Linked DNA regions of Salmo salar: region 1 is linked to region 2. The links are chromatin contacts, called in public Hi-C maps. All regions are on one chromosome and are shown on one strand. The core of a region is the stretch at or near the end of the contact, and the rest is flanking DNA. Distances in the headings are between cores, read along the strand shown.

What was found. A called contact is a pair of places that touch in the nucleus more often than the background predicts.
Region 1: a Hi-C map of gill shows a contact between it and region 2, with 2.8 times the contacts expected there. The contact joins the promoter of fbxo38 here to the enhancer-like site in region 2. A contact is called at or near these places in 2 of 3 Hi-C or Micro-C datasets (gill and muscle).

Annotation. Positions count from the first base shown.
Region 1 is chrssa05:42,758,584-42,761,283 of Ssal_v3.1, forward strand. It overlaps fbxo38 (F-box protein 38), which reads right to left and starts at 1,395. Exons shown (of 21, transcript XM_014200106.2): 1 at 1,005-1,395. LOC123743111 (a long non-coding RNA gene) reads left to right here and starts at 1,577. Exons shown (of 3, transcript XR_006769882.1): 1 at 1,577-1,737; 2 at 1,974-2,309; 3 at 2,496-2,700.
Region 2 is chrssa05:42,718,833-42,721,532 of Ssal_v3.1, forward strand. No RefSeq gene overlaps it. Among protein-coding and RNA genes, the nearest start is that of fbxo38, 40 kb to the right of the region's middle. Within about 2 kb of position 1,304, at least 7 of the 13 cell types and tissues checked have an H3K27ac peak or open chromatin away from gene starts, as enhancers often do. A contact at or near this core is called in gill and muscle, where this site is marked.

The sequences.
Region 1 (2,700 bases), core at 145-2,644, 40 kb after region 2:
GATGGTTCCAATAATTTTTTCCACCATTCACTTTCCCCCATAGGGGATTTTAGAAAAACCTTAAAATAAGTGCTGTTTCTCATGTACATCGCATGACGTTTTGATAACCGTGTAAATATCTCAAGGACAAGGTGACTTTTATCAATATATTCACCTACAATTATCCCAAAATCAATTAGCTGCTAATGTGGCTATCATAAAGATCTACAAATACCATGAGGCTCTGGACAAGACTGCAGAGGCAAAGGTGTTAAGAATCTCTGGATTAACTATCCAATGTTAGCCAAATGTAATAAACTGGCTACATTTATTTAAAATGGACAATTATGTGAACAATCTTGTGTAAGTTTTAAATTGACACAATACCTGGTAGCAAAGGTGTCCACTAGAGATGACATGCAGGAGCTTGCAGGGATTTGTAGTTTTGCATTTGTCTACTTTGATGCTTATTAGCATTTTAGAATCAGTGAATAAAGCAGAATATACTGATAAGTCACCTTGTCCTAGAGAGATTTACATGGTTATCAAAAAGTCATGCCAGGGTAAGCCTACACGAAACACAGCCCTTATTGTAAGTGTTTCTAAAAATCCCTTATGGGAAAAATGAATGGTGGAAAAACGGTTGGAACCATTTCCCTGTTGGACTACTAGGTTTTATGGGTATTATGACACCTTCACTGTGGGGCTCTATAGGCTGCTTAACACACCAATTAACACAATAGCCAGGTAGCTAATGCTAACTTAACTAGCTAGCAAGCTACTGTGTTCATTACAGTATTTCTGCATAAACTGAAAGCCATAAAAAGCCACCAAGGCTTCCTATTACATGACAGCATTTTAGAAGACTAAATACATCTCCAGCAAACGAACGAAACCCACTAAAAAGTGAGACAATGGACATAAATAACGCAAAGTAACAATTAACAAGCACGGGCCACCCCAAAACACAAACAGTTAGCAATGACTAGCTAGCTTTGTAGCATGTTTTGCTAAGCAACATTCACCTTTCAGGCTAGTGAGAATTCACGAAGAGAGGGCTGAGGAACATTTGATTCTTTCCAAGTTCTATACAGGTTCTCGTCCAGTTGGCTTGCAAGCAAGTTGACTCTTCTTTGAAGCTTTCAATCGCTCAATACAGGTTGACTCAGACAGCTGGCTGGCTGGCTAGCTAGCTAGCTAGCTGGCTGGCTGGCTAACAACATCCCCACCCGACACCCGTGGAAGTAACTTAAAGCCTTTTGCGGCAGTGGCAAGCACTGAAAAACAGTTTTAGTTATCCGGCGGTTCTATATGAACCAACCCTTGTCTGAGGACTTGGACCGGGCCTCTCTGTCTGTCTCCAGGAGGTCCGATAAACACAGCATATGAAAGATGAACTCGCACCTCGATATCTGCGCTCAGATCAGAGACGTACTTCCGCCATACACTCGTACCTCAATTTCTGCGGTCAGACCAGAGACGTGCTTCCGCCATACAAACGCTCCGCCCTAAGGTGAATGTACACTAGATAGCGGTAAATTGCCGCGTGCCGCTTAGGCCGCCCATTGTGACTCGCTTGTGGGCGTGCTGGCAGCACGTTCGATTGTGCGTCAAGAATTCAGCATAGCAAGTTTGTATGAAGGTCTAGTTATTAATTAGTACATAGCTCAATAGTAATATCCTCGAAAACGCTCTGGTGACAAACAAACTTTGCTGCCTTGTTTCCAATTGTGCACATGGCTGGGAGAACCTATTCAAGTAAGTAAATACATTTCGAAAATGTAAAAAAAAAACGATGTATTATTAGCTAACTAACTACAGTGCAGGCTAACTCAAATGAGCTGCTAAATGAGCTATCTAGATGAGCTAACTTCACATACTGTATAGATAGCTAGCTACGTGAATGAAATATCACCATCTACCTAACTTCATATTAGCTACCTATCTTGATGCATTTATCACTGTAAAAAAAAAAACTCCAAATTAATTTGTAGGTAGCTAGCTAACAGCCATGGAGGAGGGTGATAGGATAGCAGCCCCAATTGTGAGTAGGCTATTCTGGATAGGGCAGGTCATTTTGTGTAGTTCCTGTCTCTAGAAGTGAGGATGGAGATAATAGCAACATAATATTCAGTGTGGTGTAATTTGACTATAATGAAGTCTGTTTCTTGTGAGGTTTTCTGTCCTCAGATAGAGGGCTATGAAAGCCTGTCTACATATGAAGTGCAGTGGTTCTCAGTCCTGGGGACTCAAAGGGGTGCACATTTTTCTTTTTGCCTTAACACTGCGCAGCTGATTCAAATGATCAACTTATCATCAAGCTTCAAGTGGTATTTATGTATTCATTTGTGATATCCTTGATATGATCCTGTTATTGTCACATGCACATGTGTGCCCATGCATCTATCAATCCAATCTTATCATAATTTGTTATCAGGGATATTATACTTTTGTAATCCAAAATGACCTGGTGATGTAAAAGTCTAATAATTACATTGTCTTCCATATTCCTACAGATACCTTGTAACTGGAGATTCCTTCAAAACGAGTGCCTACAGTTAACGTGTAGGGCACTGCAAGGTTGGGTGACCAGGAGGGCCATCTGGGACTGCCTCCTGGAGGAATTCAGGTGTGTGAAGGCTACCTGTGTCCTGCATAACTTAATGAGGATGGACACGAGGACCAGGAGGGGATCTGCAGCTCGCTGCCGTCTGCCAGAGG
Region 2 (2,700 bases), core at 54-2,553:
TTCAGGTGGCTGTGGGGAGTCACTTCCTATGCTGGATCCTTCCCGTGCAACGGTAGGTATTATTCACTCCTTGTGCCGCGGCCCAAACAGCCATTCCCCTCCCTCCCTGAACGCTGTACTGTAATCTGTCACACAATACTGGGAGCAACTGATACCCATGATCCTGCACCTGGCACAACACATGTCTGACTGCATGAGGGAGCACCGGGGTTCTCACTTTCACACCTAGCGGAGAGGGAAGCGGCCTGTCGGCCTGGCAAAGTGCTGGGCAAACACTACGGTTTTACTTGTGACTCAGATAAGGGGTTGAGCTGGGCCGCACCCAACTCAAGGTGTGTTGCTGTCGGCTTAATCAGCAGGTAAGGGAAGTGTGTGTGTGAACTCAGGTGCCTCTGCACGCCATTTACGGCTAAGTGTGCCGCTCCCTTCCTGTGAGTCATCATCACATGAAGTTTCAGCGGCAGATTCCCTCCAAGCCTATGGAATTTGCATCTAACATGTCGTCGCACATACCACCCCCTACCCCAGACATTAAGAAGGTATGAGGAGGAGTAGATAAACCAGACCACCTTGATCAGATAGCATGTAATTGTGAAACGGCTCAAGTTATCACCCTTAAAATTACCAGGCCATATCTTAAAGGGTCTATGTCTATAGTATTTGAATTCTCAGGACACATGCTAAACTATCTTTCATAGGTTACTTTATAATCGTTTTAAAGTAAAGTCTTAACTACTTCCTTTATGTGTCTGTTAATGGTTTAAGTATTTAGTCATTTGATGCTGGTCAATTCATAGTGCTAAAGTTGTCAACATCTATCTTGAATACAGCATTTCATCTCCACAGCAAGTATAACCCTGTCTCAGATTCATACACCCACCCACACCCACAGACATTCTTACAGAAAAGCCATTGAAGTCAAAAGTCAACAGATTTGAAGTATGAACGTGTTTATTTACTGCTGTGAAGTACACTACAAATAGCCTTCTCTTTGTCGCCTCTGAGTCACAGAAGGTTGGTGGCACCTTCATTGGGGAGAACAGGCTAGTTGTAATGGCTGGAGCGTAATAAGTGGAATGCTATCAAATACATCAAACACATGGTTTCCATGTGTTTGATGCCATTCCATTTGCTCCCTTCCAGCCATCATTATCAGCTTGTCCTCCACTCAGCAGCCTCCACTGCTCTGAGTGGATTCCAGTGGGCAAGTAGAGCCAAACGTGACCAAGCACTTACAGCCTAGACAGCCCAGTAGTGCCTTGTGTGTGTGTGTGGGGGGGCCCTGAGGAGTTTCCAGATAACCTTGCAGGGAGTGAGTGTTAAAGGGGCAGCCTCTCTCTAACTCTCTCTCACTGCCTGCCTCCCTACTCCTATGCTGTGCTTTTTACTTTCCCTCGCTCTCTGCCATGAAGACCCTCTTACACGTGACTGCGGGGAGGCTTGAGTAGAGCAAGGGAACATTTTACCATGGTGGCGCTCCTGTCTTTCTTATACCAGGCGGTAGAAAGCTTCTCAGATCTATGCAGCCCATACTGTGTTCTACGTCTAGTAGACTCTCAATGGAGGGATAGATTTTATTGTGTAGCGAAGCTCCTTATGAATGTGAGTATCTATCCATCTTCCGACCTACATTGATATGAGTCACTGTACATGTGCTTCCTGCATGCCTGAAGGGCGGAGTTTGTACAGCAGCAGTTTCTGGAGCTTAAAAGAAAAAATACATTCCCAAAGATTTTGAAAAAAATCTCTGTTTTAAGTGAGTTCATGTCTAAAGCACTTTCGTCTCCCTTTTCCTGTTCCTCAAATAAAGGTTCTTCGTTTTACAGATCCTATTAACATTGTACCGTCGCCTGCCTGTAGTCATATGAACTTTGTCCAAGTTACCTGTTTGAATACATTGATATATACAAAAGTGATTTTGGCTTTTCCCCCAAAGGAGATCTTGTCTACAACTTCCACATTCTTTCAACTACCCATCTTGTAATGTACACGGAACACCCCGTTTGTGGTACACACTCCCTATTTTGTTGAAGATGGCTATAGATAGGTGCACACAAGCACTCATATACATTTCCTCTGTATGTGTAAATGCTACTCCTACCATATGTGAACTGAAATATTCATCTGCTATGATTGTAGGCTAATCTGATGTAGCACATGTAGGATGATGGCCTATTCTACTTTGATACCGAAGTTACTTTTTCGTAGTAGGTTAGGAGAACGTAAGGAGCAGGTTGGGAGAATAAACGTAGATTAAGGCAAAAATGCTCTCCTAACCTGCTACGAAAATCACTTTGTATCAAGTGGCGTGAGAAGAGGGTTTCTACCAGTAGCATATGTAAGGAGGTGGCTCAACTCTGACCCCTTGTGGTGAAGACTTTGACAAGCAAGTTGTGGTGTTGATATATCTACATATACTGTAGAGGGCACTGTTTTCATATTTGGCAGTAGTGTCCACAATGAGATTTGGGTCATTCTAGCAAGTTTCGACGATACTCAACATTGTAGTGTAACAAGAAAGATGAATGACTGAGACAGACAGGTTGGAAATGTTGACATTTATTAACAGTTAAAAAGAATCCATGTGGCACATTTGATATGAAAAAGTTATATTATAGCTAATAGGAAATTATATGAGTTTATAAAGGTTCTCTGACATAGTGAAATTCATATCAAAATGTAAAGACACATTTACATAAG